Linked DNA regions of Zea mays: all the other regions are linked to region 2. Evidence: chromatin contacts called from public Hi-C data. All regions are on one chromosome and are shown on one strand. The core of a region is the stretch at or near the end of the contact, and the rest is flanking DNA. Distances in the headings are between cores, read along the strand shown.

What was found. Hi-C and Micro-C count contacts between places; a contact is called where the count stands out from the background.
Region 1: a Hi-C map of ear shows a contact between it and region 2, with 2.6 times the contacts expected there. The contact joins the promoter of LOC103630429 here to the promoter of LOC100272551 in region 2. A contact is called at or near these places in 2 of 25 Hi-C or Micro-C datasets (ear and tassel).
Region 3: a Hi-C map of bundle sheath shows a contact between it and region 2, with 3 times the contacts expected there. The contact joins the promoter of LOC100193383 here to the promoter of LOC100272551 in region 2. A contact is called at or near these places in 5 of 25 Hi-C or Micro-C datasets (bundle sheath, ear, leaf and 1 more).
Region 4: a Hi-C map of tassel shows a contact between it and region 2, with 4 times the contacts expected there. The contact joins the promoter of LOC732757 here to the promoter of LOC100272551 in region 2. A contact is called at or near these places in 2 of 25 Hi-C or Micro-C datasets (ear and tassel).

The regions. Positions count from the first base shown.
Region 1 is chr6:161,961,320-161,964,931 of Zm-B73-REFERENCE-NAM-5.0, reverse strand. LOC103630429 reads left to right here and starts at 1,568. Exons shown (of 5, transcript NM_001301514.1): 1 at 1,568-2,008; 2 at 2,124-2,486; 3 at 2,596-2,926; 4 at 3,052-3,159; 5 at 3,254-3,612. The coding sequence starts at 1,805. The coding sequence ends at 3,336.
Region 2 is chr6:162,208,259-162,211,603 of Zm-B73-REFERENCE-NAM-5.0, reverse strand. It overlaps LOC100272551 (BLH14), which reads right to left and starts at 1,496. Exons shown (of 4, transcript NM_001399131.1): 1 at 369-1,496. The coding sequence starts at 1,028.
Region 3 is chr6:162,051,442-162,054,755 of Zm-B73-REFERENCE-NAM-5.0, reverse strand. It overlaps LOC100193383, which reads left to right and starts at 1,942. Exons shown (of 6, transcript NM_001138512.1): 1 at 1,942-2,194; 2 at 2,450-2,537; 3 at 2,692-2,852; 4 at 2,945-2,996; 5 at 3,076-3,129. The coding sequence starts at 2,099. The coding sequence ends at 3,092.
Region 4 is chr6:161,993,525-161,996,880 of Zm-B73-REFERENCE-NAM-5.0, reverse strand. LOC732757 (guanylyl cyclase-like protein) reads left to right here and starts at 1,607. Exons shown (of 9, transcript NM_001112383.1): 1 at 1,607-1,735; 2 at 1,876-2,003; 3 at 2,334-2,445; 4 at 2,526-2,600; 5 at 2,703-2,791; 6 at 3,292-3,350. The coding sequence starts at 1,607.

The sequences.
Region 1 (3,612 bases), core at 319-2,818, 250 kb after region 2:
TCACTTCCGAAAATTTACCGATCTTTTTGGCTTAGTAAATCTATGACAGACGCTCATACACTACTCTACGGTACATTTTGGTCAGAGATAATTGTGGTTCGTAGACCTCGGACTCGAGTAGGCTACCGCATATCATGCGCGACTGCAACAATGATGGCCCTACTACTGTACCACTACTCCAAAAGTCCAGAGGAACTGTTTTGTCATGTCAGCACGCCTGGCAGGCCCATGTAAATTGGCCTATAGTACAGCTCGGATTTATAGAGAAAAAACCCGAAATAGAAATTCGGGCGTGTACACAGCGCTCTGGAATTCAAATTTCTGCGCGCTGTGTGGCCTACTGAACGCAGGACAAAAAAAATAAAAATCAGATACCGTGACGCGCCGTCGCAGGCGCGGCGCGCTTGAGAGTTGAGACCGAAAATTTTTTAAAAAAACCGGGCCTACTTGTCCGGCTGCACGCCTCACCAAGCGGTGCGCGCTCCTCGGGCCGGTGAGCAGCGACACCGCTTCGTCGGCGCAGCAGTCGAGCCGTCGGGCTCAGCAGCCAGGCAGTCGCCAGTTAACCGGTGGGCCCCTGTTTAACCCGCCTCCGTTCGCTGTAGAGACTTGTGGCTGCAGTCGAAACGGGCAGGGGTGGGTTTTTCGACGTGAGCTGTACCGTACTACTACCCGGTAGCACCTCAATCACCTCCCGTCACACGCCCCTGTTCCACTCCGTACCCCTCCCTGTCTTTAAAGCGCTCACGCCTTTAACGCCGTGCAAAAATTAAACGTAAACGCCACCCAAAGCCACGAAAAACTCGCAAACGGACACGGCTGGACGCAAAACTCTCGTGACCGTGTGACACACCCAACGTTAGCTCTCGAGTCTCGACAACACGCGGTGACACTGCCTTCTCTGCGTCACCAACTGGCATCGTATTTTGTTCATACGGCCATCCGTAGTTTTCCCTCTGGCAAAAATAATGTCAAGGGATACAGAGCCAGCCACACAGTGTTGCACGACCAGAAACGGGAGTCGTTCCCCCCTCCTAAAAATTAGTTCAACCACCATTTGAAACCGCAACCAGAAGATACTGAAAATTCGCCAAACCATTTGACGAATGGCGGAGTGGGCAGCGTGGCATTGGCATGACGCAACATGTACTACTGCACAGGAAAAGAATCCTAAAACACACATAATGGACGCCAATCGTATATCCGTACTCTCCTCCAACTTCTGCACAGTACTCTCCCACCCGCCGTCCGGCCTTGCGTGTCGCGGTGGGGAAAAAAAAATACGCGCAATAAACTAGCGCAGTGAACACCGGGGGGACTGGACTGGAGAGAGGCATTTGGGAGGGCGATACGGGAGCTACGGCGCGTCTCGGTGGCCCCACGCCTTCGAGTTGCACCGGCGCAAAATGGCTCGAAAAGAAAATGATTTTCCGGATGGCTGCTGTTTTCTCTCTCCTCGGCGTCCTCTTTTTTTATAAGAGTAGAAGAGTCCCAGGCGTCGGCCTCGGCCGGTTTTTAATACCCCCTCGTCGCCCGTCGACATTCCGTTCGCCTTCCTCGCCCCCATCTCTTTCTCGCCGTGCCACTCCCACCTCTTTTCGCTGATAAGCACGCCGCTACTCCCCACTCCATCCATCCATCCATCCACCCGCCGCTTTTCTCTCTGCTTTGGAGAGGGAGCCGCACGCAGTGGTTGTTGTTGCTGCTGCTGCCGCTGGTCCGCCAGGGTTCCGGGCGCTGTGCTCATTCCACCGGTCGGCGGTGGGCTTTTCAGGCTTCTTCGACGGTGTCGAGAGTGGAGGAAATGTCGACCACGGAGTGCGCGGACCTCGGGGAGGAGTTCTGGCTGCCGGAGGACTTTTTGGACGACGACTTCTTCTCCGAGGAGGAGAAGGCGGCCGTGGCGGCCCGGAGCGAGAGCGACGAGGAGGACAGCCTGGCGGGGCTCTCGCGCCGCCTCGCGGGCCTCCTCGGCGACGGGGGAGAGCGTAAGGCTCCCGCGGCCAAGGTTGTTTTTCATCTGCCTGCCTGCGTGATGCGCGGTTGCTTCTTTCTGGTTGTATGTAGTTAGTGGCGCGTGCGTGCGTGCCGGAGTTTCTGATGGTGCGTTTCTTGTGCGGCAGGCGGAGGTGACGGTTGGGTCGCCGCAGTCGACGCTGTGCGGGCTGCCCAAGTCGGGGCAGGAGAGCCCCAGCGGCGGGGCGTCCAAGGGCACCTCGCCGCCGTCATCGCCCCTGGACCAGAGGCCCGCCGACCCGTGGGATCTGCTCTACGAGGCGGCCGGACAGGTTGCGCGCATGCGCGCCGCCAACAGCGTGCCGGTGCCGGCCGCCAACGGTTTCCACGGCCGGAGCGGGTTCGCGCCGCCGCCACGCAAGCCCTCGCCACCGCCAATCGCACCTCCCTCCACCAAAGTCCCTGCCGGTGGGCACTACTACGACCCGTTCGCGCGCTTGGTCTCGCAGCGCCAGATGCAGGCTGCTCAGGTGCGTGCGTGTCCTCTCGCTAAGATTCTCCGGTTGTTTCGTTCCCTTCGTTCTGTTCCTGTTGCCCTGACGCTTCCTTCTCTGTCCGCTTCCCCCCGTTGCTTTGCAGTTCCATCTCCTGAAGCAACAGCAACTGCTCAAGCTACAGAGGGAGCGCCACCAGCTTGCCGCTGCCGCGGCGTGGAGCGCGCGCCAGGGCGCATGCGCCAAGCCCGTCGGCTGCGTTCGCGGCGACGCGCTGCTTGGTCTGAACCCGGCGGCGTGCCTCCCGCCTCAGAAGCCGCAGCACCACCACCACCCCCACCATGCGCCGGCGGCTCCGGCCTCTGGCATGCGTGCCGTGTTCCTCACCCCGTCCGGCCCCAAGCGCGAGCGTAACGGCACTGGCGTGTTTCTTCCCAGGCCGGCTGGCGCCCCGGCAGAGCCGAAGAAAAAGACAGGTGCGTCGGTGGTGGAGTATCATCTTCCCTGTCCGCTTCGTGCTCACTTCCACTGGATACCTCGCTGCTGTTCTTTGCTTGAACATGCAACTCATCACTACGTGCTCTCCCTCCGCTTCGTGCAGGGTGTTCGACGGTTCTTGTCCCTGCTCGCGTCGTCCAGGCTCTCAATCTCAACCTCGACGACCTCGGCGCGCAGCCTCGTTACCCAGGCGGCTTTGTTCTTGATCACGGTAACCAACTCTTCGCTCGCCTTCGTTCTGTTCTAAGCGTACCCTGTGTGCCGGAAATGAAATAGCTGCTAATGTTTACCATCTTCCGCTGCAGAGGCCTTGATTAGTAGGAGCAACGCCATGCTTGCGAGCCAGAAGCGCCGGGCTGCCTCGCAGGCACTGTGCCACAGTTCTTGAGTGATGTCGCCGCCGACTGGAGCAGACGAAGGGAACCACCACCACCAAGATTCCGGCGACAGCCAGCCAGCCTTCGCGTGGTCGTCGCTCCAGCTACATTCCTAATAATTAAAAAAATAGTTCCGAGTACCTTTTGTTAGGTAGTGTGTTAGCAGCAGAGTTAGGAAGACAGTAGTAGCGTTAGCATCAGTGGTAGGTCTGTTCATTTTGGATCCGGTGATATATTGGTTCTTTGGAGATGGAGGAGAAGCTTAGAAATCCAGTTTGGTGGTTCGG
Region 2 (3,345 bases), core at 247-2,746:
CTGTTCAGCAAGAACTTCACAGCAAGTTGCCTAGTTTTCGCAAGGGAAAATGAAAGGGAATGGAAACCTCCCAACGTTTGCAATACAATGATTTGATGCATATAATAACCGAACCAACATATCCGAAAGAGGTCGAATCGCAATCCATATGTACTATCATCATATCGCAAGCACAAGAAATAATCTGTGCCAGAACAGTAAATAAAGATTCAACCGAGATGTAGGCTCCGTGACGTGACCATGAGCGGTGTTCGTTAGATTCTTCTCGCCGAAGAAGAAATAATTGCGACATGAAACAAGAGCAGAAAAGACGTGCTTTTCGCTGAAGGATCAAGAAGCTGGGAGGCGGATCGTAGTGATTAACTCACGTCATCCATGAGGGAGATGAGCCTTGTCTTCCTCCACTGCTGCTCGGCGCCCGAGACGGCGACCGCCTCAGCGGTAGCGCAGTCACCGCCGTCCATCTCGTGGTCCACGCCCCCCGCCGCGTCCATGTCGAGCATACCCTCGTCGTCGGAGCGCCGGTCCAGGTGCGGGGGCCGTCCGCCCACGTCGCAGATCTCCTCGAGTAGCTTCTGCGCGGGGCCCAGGAACCTGGACCGCCCGAGGACGGCCGCGTAGCCCGTGAACGGGCCGTACGGCCCAGCGGCTACCCCCGCGGCGAGCTGCCTCCGCGGCGCGGGCGGAGGGTTCGAGGACGCCGAAGAGAGCGAGAGCGCAAAGTTCTGGCTCGGGATTTGGGCCCCGGCGCCGGCAGGTAGCGCGTGCGCCACTAGCTGCGTGTGCGCCAGCGTTGGGCTATGCGGCGAGTAGGACGACGTCGACGAGGACGCGTAGGAGTAGAAGGGTGGAGGCGCCGGCCAGGCAGTGGGCGGGGGCGAGTCGGCCGGGTCGGGCGGGAACCGCAGCTTCTCGCGGCGGCTGTGCTGCGGCACGTGGTAGAGCTGCCCCGAGGCCTGCCCCAGCAACAGGTGCTGGTGCTCGGCGCCGCCCGCAGCCCCGTATCCACCGCCCGCCGCCGAGGACATGTCGCTCGCGCAAGAGCTCCGGGATATGGATCGTACTGCACGACCTGGAGAGAGAGACCACGAGCGAAGACTCGAAGAGAGGGCGGCTCCGCACTTTGCGAGCGCCTGGCCGGGGCTGGAACTGGGACTGGAGGGTAGCTGCAGCTAGAAGCGGGCAGTACAGGCTGCCCGTTGCTTTGTCCCGCGTCTCGGCCGCGCGCTTTTGTGCGCTCGGCTCTGGTGGTGGTGCTTTGCTGCTGGTGGAGGTGTTGGGCTCTCGGGCTCTACCTCTACCCCTACCTCCGGGCGCCTTTCTTTCTGCAAAGGTGCGTAGCAGATGAGGGAGGGAGACGAAAAAGAGCTGCTCGCTACGGCGAGAGGGCGAGGCAAGGACGCGAAATGGTGAGCAGTGAAAGCGAAAGACAGAAAGGGTGTTGGTGATTGTCTGCTCGTGCGACCCTGCGACTCGGAGGGGAGGGCGCGAGGCCGCGAAGCGAGCTAGGGCGAGGCCGCGGGCGCGCGTCAGAGCGTGTATAGACTATAGACGACGCTGGCCAGGAGAGGAGAGAGTGCAAAGGTCCCTTATTTACACTATACTTTATAAACAATATAATTTACCGTGCAAAATAGTATAAAAGATATTTTTAGTGACTATATAGATGAACTATTATACAATATACTATATAATCACTAAAAATATTATTTTACATCGTTTTATATTGTATGTTGTACCGTTTATATAATGTAGTTTGAATATGAATATGAGTATAAATAAGCTGTTGGAGATGGTCTTAGATAAACTTATTTAGTTTAAAGTCACAGATCGGAAGGAACCATTCCTAACTATTCATCAGAATTAGACGATTCCTAATTGCTCATCAGAATTATACGGGTGAGAGAGTACACTAGAGGATATGGTTATCCCGGGCTATTCCTATATGTGGGTACCCTTTTGAATTGTGTCAAGGACGAATACCCAAGTGATTATCTATGACCACATACTCAGAACCGAGCAGATGGGCTCATGGTCCCAGACACGTCTAACAGGGCCATTGGCCTCCAGACCCCCTCCCTGTTCCGCAAGTGTGGGGAATAATGTGTATGAGCTTACTTATGGTGGGGCTCATGTATAATGTAAGGCTAATCAATAAATAATGGGTAAGACCGAGCATTGCTTTTAATAAGTTGGTCAAAATTTTATTATCAGTTACTAAGTATAGGCATATATCATACCCATAAAATAAAGAGATCACAATTGATAATAAATCTTACAATGCGATGCATATGCCAGATTAAGTTTAATTCCATAAGTTAATCATGCGAGAGTCCTGAGTTGCTCTTGACCACGAGCACGACTGATATACTAGTTTTACACTCTGCAGAGGTTGTGTGTCTTTACCATAAGTTATGTTACCCATTGCCAAAGGGTCTCGAAACTCATTCATCTCTACCGAGGAGACGAGGCAGGGTAGCACTATAAGGCCTTTACAAAGTTCCACTAGACGAGAGAACCCGCCATGGATTCCGGGCCGAAGGCGATATAGGAATTCCTCGTTCGAAAAGCTAAAAAGACACTCCGACCTGACGACCTCCCTACACCTGCACTCCTCCACCCCGTTTGCCCCTTTTGGGAAAGGATTAACTCACACTATCTTTCCTAATTAGTAAACCAAGTGTGTCCCATTTCACCCTTGTGGTAGCATGGTTATCTCAAGTTAAGCTCTATATTTCGGTTAACGCCATAATCTTATCATGAACATTAAATAATAAAAATAACAATAATAAAGCATGACCATGAATCATATGTATCTTAACACCCAAACCAGCAGTAGCAGATACTACCCCAAAAGTTAAGTGGTAAGCAAGGTGTAAAATAACCAAACTAGGGTAACCTATTAGGTCCCATCAAAATAGCCTTAGCATATCATAATGATTAACAGAAACGTTATTGGGTAAAGAAGAGAGATCAAGGGCACAACTTGCCTTCTGCAAGCTCCTGCTCAGAGTCTCAATCTGTTGAGCTCCGGGTTCCTCGTTCACTTGCTCGTCTACTCATAACAATACAAACAAACATGGTATATGCACTAGTACAATTTGGCTCTATACAAGCGGTAGGATTTTTACATCACAGGCGGTTCGGTTAGAAAACCGCCTGTGATGTCCCAGGCGGTTTAGTACGCCTGTGATGTAATAGTATCACAAGCGGTTTTTGTTTAGGACCGCCTGTGATGCTCTATCCTTTTCACAAGCGGACCCTAAGACAAAACCGCCTGTGATTGTAAAATTATGAAAATACAATTTCAATATGAAAATAATTTTAATTTTTAACAGAAATATG
Region 3 (3,314 bases), core at 693-3,192, 160 kb after region 2:
AGTCATATCCCTGTGCATTGCTATGTTTTTTATATATTATATAAATATTGTTTTTTAATATAACATAAAAATATATGTGTTTTATTGATTAGATAATTTTCGAATCTTTACTTGTGCATAATTTATTTTATTTTTGTATAAAGCGGGAAGGTAAACAGAACTTGATCTGATGAATGGCCTACCATCCATCACGTGGATGTTATTTTTCTACTGATGCCTCTATTCTAAATTATAATTTATTTTAACTTTATAAATAATTTTAGTTTTTAAAAGTTTACAAGTTCACTGGAAAGACACCATCGTTTGTAACATCAATTGTTTCAATAAATTATGTTATGTATTAAATACATTTTGAAATTGCATTTAATTAAAGTATAGATGTTAACATAATTTTAAGAAAAAACTTAATCAAAATCACAAAAATTTAACTTACTACAGAATCAATTTGGAACAAATGCAGTAGTTCGGGTTTAGATTATCTTTTCCATAAGGTTTTCACCTTTGAGTTGTAATTTGGCGGGGATGACATTTGTCAAAAGTAGACTGAACATCAGGTAGAGTTGTATCAAGGCCAGGTTATAGATTGTTTGGCACAGTCCACAATTAATTCGTATATAGTGTCGGGTTGGGTCAGGTTGGTCTGTGCCTTCCTGTGGAACGCGTCGTCGAGTCGTTTTTTTTTTGCTTTGGGTCGTGTTTTCGGTTAGGTCGTGTTTTGGATAAAAAATCATGGATTGTATCTATGCCATGGATTGTTGCGGGCCAAAACGTATGGTCTATTCCCGCCCATCATATTGTTTGGGTTAGGTTTTTTTGGCGAGCTAGACCAGGGCGATCGAGTCGAGGGGCCCATACTTAAGTACAGTAAAAAAATTATCTATAGTTATGATATTCGAACTTGTGTTACCAATAATTTATTTCTATGTTTTTTTATTAATTCCTATAACAACATGAGTGAGTCTAAAAAATGAAACTAGTTTGGGAAACAAATGACACATAGGTACTATAACGACATGCCAGCTAAAGGGGCAGCTAAAAGCAAGATAGCTAGTGTATCCAACAGGGAAGACATAGAGAGCAACCATTTTAGATAAGATGACAAAAAAGGTTAAATAAAAGCTAGCAAGGGGTATCTATTTTCATACATGTCTCTATGATAGAGAAGTACCACCATCCACCAACCCAATACCAGTACTATTTGACATAAATATAGATCGTAAAATGGCTTCTCTCCTGAATACACTAACAAGATAACCAACTAAACTATTGATGGCAGCCACGATGTTTGGTTCCACTCAAATAAAGTTTAGTCCTATTACATCGATGATAGTTGAGTCTTACATATAGTCTAATTATAAAAATAATTACATAAATAAAGACTAAAAGACGAAATAAATATATTAATCCTAACTAAGACTATATGTAATACTTATACTTGATATCCAAATATTTGATTTAACACAATCTAAACTTTTGTCTGTTGAACTAAATACTTCCTAAATGTCGCTAAAATGACTTCTTTCTAATGGAGGCCAAGGCTTGAATTCAGAGTCGTCCTTGAAATTTCGCGAGTATTATCAACCGCTTAAGAGTATGTACAATTCTAAAACGGTGGTTCGGTTTTTCAACTACAAAAGACAGCTAAGAGACTATATGATATAATTCTGATCCACTAAATCATAAATACAATTAAAAACATTATGTATAAAGAGTCATATAAAGAGAGTCCATCTTTTTTTTCACTTATAAACTCTTAAAACCCCCTCAAAAGCGTGTACATCCCCTAGCTATGCACTATTGCACTCTGCCAAGTCTGCAGGAGGATGAAAGCGAAACACAATTTTCTCCATCCAGCCCCCTTAAGATCTAGGAAATAGCGATACCGGGCTCCGTCGAGGCCTTTAAATGCCGGCACAGATGTTGGCCGGAGCAGGACGCCACGAGGCGAACAACCAACTGCTTCCTTCCGCGCCGCCGCCGCCTACAACGACCACTTCACGTGACTTACCTCTTCTCCGCCTCAAGTGTTCACGGCTCCATCCTCTCTAGAGTCTAAGCCCATCTCGCGAAGCCGCTAACGCCGAAAACGACCCTACATATGGAGGCGAAGAAGTCGGGTCCCGCCGCTGCCGGAGCCGCGGCGCCGCCGCCGGCTAACGGGTACTTCAGCACCGTCTTCTCCGCGTCGCCTGCGGTACGGGGCCGTCTCTTCACACCATCGTTCTGATGGATTCTTGGGGTCTTAGGGATCTTTTTCGTGGTTAGTGAATTGGTGCGATTTGCTGATGAGTCCGTTACTATGTTACGATTTGCGGAGTGAGCTCAACGTTTTTTTTCTCAATTTAAGTCTGATGATGAGGGATAATTTTGATAACAGAGGGAGCTATATGATTCTGTAAAATCTATTTGGATATGACGCTGACACTGTGGCTTCTGTTTTGCATTCAAGGGGAGCGCAAATGACGCAAAGCAGGCCGACCTGTACACGATGCTGAACAAGCAGAGCTCCAGAGGGCAGAATGGCAGTGGCATTACAGGTAGTTCTGGGTACTCCTGTCTATTTGATATATTTCTCTTCGATTTAGGTTGTGTTCACAAGCAAAGCGATACTTAGAACCTTTTTTTACCATCTTAGCTTAGCATTAATCTGGAGCATTTGATGTAAGTATGAAAGTTTAAATTCATGGTCAGATGGCAAATCACACGGCCGCCCTACTTACAAGGATGGAAAACATGCTTATCCAAATGACTCGTCAGAATCCCCTTACTTCGGTTCGTCCGTGCATTACGGTGGTCGGGAATTCTACAGCAGCACGTTACAGAAGCAGCCAGCCAATGAACCCCAGACAAAAGTACGTAGAACCTTTTTTATATATAAGTAATACATACCAATATACCATTTGGAGCACTGAAGTCTAATGTTTCTTTTGAATTTTAAATCCAGTACAAGGAGGACAAGTCGGATGGCTCTGCTACTAGAGGTGATTGGTGGCAAGGTATCATTGCATTAAGTTGTGTATTATCCTGAGTATACATGGGATGCATATGTACTCACTTGCTAGACTGCACTTTCAGGTTCACTTTATTACTGAACAATCTGCTGGGAACTCTCCTTTTTTTGTGAACAAGGTATACCATATATAGGACACATCATAGTTTCCAATTTGTGCTTTCCATTAGTAGTGCATTCCATTTTGAGTTATGTCCTTGTCAATGTCAACAACATCATACAGTTGTGTTTAGTTTGTTAACACCAGCATTTCAACCCATACTTACATCTTAACCAGCCTAGACTATATACTTCGACTTCAGAA
Region 4 (3,356 bases), core at 358-2,857, 210 kb after region 2:
GCATATCGACTATGATTAAAATAGAAGAAATGCTCACCCAACCTCTTTAAAAATTGAAGGAAGAGACTCTTTCGCATGGTAATAGTAGACAACGAGTCGTCAAAGTAGTACAGAGGATTTGAACTCCTCTCGCTGGACACTTGGCTTCTACCACTACAACCCATGGTGGTCTGTATTGTATAAAAAAGAGATATTACATATACTAATAATTTGAAAATAAAAAAATATTGTGTTTAGGGTTTAGGTATGAAAAATGATATTTTATGTTTAGAGTGCGATATAGAGGATTGATATAGATTGAACCACAGTAGAGGATAGAGATATAGAGGAAGAGAGATTGCTGACGTAGTATGTGACTGGAATATAGAGGAAGAAATATAGAATGAACCGTTGTCCACAGTTTTAGCTTTGTGCCTTTGTCGCGTCTTAGGAGCAGAAGAAATCGAACATGCCAAATTGCAATTACTAGATATTTCCACGGGGCCGTGCGGCTAGCGCTTGACCGTAAGCTGGCCACATAATTTTGGTTTTTGGAGGTCCAAGGCTCAAAAAAAAGAGGGCAGGACTATGCGACGGAGAGGAAGCGATAGAGATATACGCTCGGGGCCGTCGTCCCCCGTTTTCACTTGCACAGTTGCACTGTTTCACCCTCACGCAGTTCAGTTGGAGCGTTCGTTGTCAAGTAGTATCACCAACCCGGCCGGCGTCGCCTGCTCGCATTGATGATCGCGATCGACAAATAGTAACCCACAGCCCGGCACGGCCGGCCCACCACCACCGTCCAGGTCCACCCAGCAAACTCGTCGGCGGCCTTCGATTGGGTCAATGCAGTGCCCGCCCCGTCGCGGCGCGCCCGCCTTGGATTGGATCCAGTCGTCCAGTTCAGCAACCAGCGCACCCATGAAGCTTGGCGAGCCGAGCCACGTACGCGCACACGCGGTCCGGTCCGGCACCAGACCAGGGCGCGTACGGTACGGCCCTACTGCCCTACACTACACGTCGCCAAGCGGTGGTGCCGAAAGCGAACTCCCCGCGGACATCCATATCCTCCCCCAATCCCTATCCATCTCCCCGCTGCGCTCCTCGATTCGACCCCCGCTTCCCTCCAACTCGCCTCCGCGCTCGGCAGTCGGCACCCACCCCTCTTCCTCCTCTCTGCCGGCAACAGGACGCAGGCGCATAAAAAATAGCACCGCCACCACCACGCTCCACACGCTGCAGTTTCTGGAAGGCCACCCCCTCTGTCCGCTTTAAGGCGCCGTCCGCACCGGTCGCCTCCCTCCCCCACTAGCGCTGCCGCGGCCCTCGCCCATATACAGCGCGGCCGCGCCCAATCGTTCGTTCCGTTCCGCTCCGCCACAGCGGCTCCGCACCAAATACAGGCGTGTCCACCGCGCTCGCCCCCTGCTGGTCTGCGCTGCTCTCGTCTTGCTCGCCCTCTTATTCCCTCTCCTCCCCGCTCCGAACTCCCAAAGCCTCCACCCGAGGAGGAGGCCTGCCAGGTTCGTTGCCGGCCGTGTTTGTTCGCCCGGCCGGCCGGCCCGACCGAGGGGAAGCTGCAGCCTGCTCGCTCGCTCGAGCTATTGCGTAGGCCGTTGACGATGTCATGTGGCCCCTGTGCGTCATCTCCGAGAAGCTCTTCAGGATGGCGGGCGACGACGGCGCGCAGGGGGCGGCGGGCTCGCCGTACCCCGACGGGCGGATTTCACTAGCACGCCGATCGTACTACATCGATGTGAGCCTTCACTCTGTCGCTCAGTTATTATTATCTCACTGTGCGTCTCTGACTTTCTGCGTACCATGCGCTTTCCTCATTATCTGCATCTGTTTGCTTGACAAAATTTGGCTCCTGTCATGGACTTCTCGTGCTGGCAGGTTCCGCATGTGCAGCAGGCCTTCACCTGGGACTGCGGCCTCGCTTGCGTGCTCATGGTGCTCAGGACGCTAGGGATTGATTGCTGCGACGGCATTGCCGATCTAGAGAGGCTCTGCCGCACCACAAGGTTCTCTCTAGGACTGGAACTTCACAATTTTAAGTACAATTAGCTGTACAGCAGAACTAAAGAAATGATCGTCACCTTGATTTTGTGGCCCTAACCCCTAAGCATGGCACATCCAGAAAGTAGAAGGAACAAAAAAAAAGGAAAGTAGTAGTACAGAGCTAAATGACTGTTGTTCAATGATCATAAGAGAATATTTGGTCAGAGTAGTCATAAGTTCAGAAAAATGCAATAGTTGCTTCATCCAAAACAAATGCAGGTATACTTAAAGAACGCAGGCTCCATTTTTTGTTTGTTTGGAAAACTAACGCCCTTTAACACTTCTGTTTGCAGCATTTGGACGGTTGACTTAGCATATCTGTTAAACAAGTTTTCAGTCAGCTTTTCTTTCTGTACCGTGACCCTTGGAGCAAATCCACAATATTCTGCTGAATCCTTTTATAGGGTACTTGTTCTGACAAACTTCTACTGCACGAGGCTTCTGAAGTTCACATCAATAATGTTTTAAAAATGGTCATTACATAGGAGCAATTGCAAGAAGACATCGATCGAGTGGATGAGCTATTTGGGAAGGCGCTCGATGCTGGAATTAGCATTCAAGTATGCTCACAACAGATAGCAGCATGAAAATCCTGCATTACATGTACTTCACATATTGGTTTTCCAAGCTAACTTTTCTCCCCAATTTATGGCTTCTCACAGTGCAGGTCCATCACCGCATACGACATTGCTTTTCTACTGTTATCTGGGCACTGCATTGCTATTGCTTTAGTGGACAAATCGAAGCTAAAGTGAGTGCTTTCATGTTGCTGTTACTAGAGTGATATGTATCTGCTTTTGATTCACTCTTTCTCCATGAACTAAAAATTTCATAGAAACAAAGTTGAAGTTGGTTTTAAAAATGGTGATGGTTAGCCTATCGTTATTTCAACTTTCAAGTGTGTTGTGTACTTGTGTGACAGAAGAGGTGATAGTTGAAAAGCTCAACTATATACTGGTTGCTCTGCTCCCAGCTTTTCAAGAGTGTCATCTCTGTTGAAGCAGCAGTGGATACGAGAACAGTCTGCAGTTCTTGAAATTCACTTCGGGTGAACTTTTTTTTTGTTTCATAAGACAAACATCTGTCCATGCATCCATGTGTGCATGTACTACAAATAAACAGCCTATTATTTAGGTTACTTAGGTGCAAAATCATTTGGTTTTCAACTGAAAACAAGTGGTCCTATATTGTTATGGTTATGAAATTTGAGGTGCCGACAGAACATAATAATAACCGTAATCTTGAATGCAGTTTGCCCTGCATGAGTGATCATGATGTACAACAGCACAACGATGAGCCTGACTACATGGGTAAGT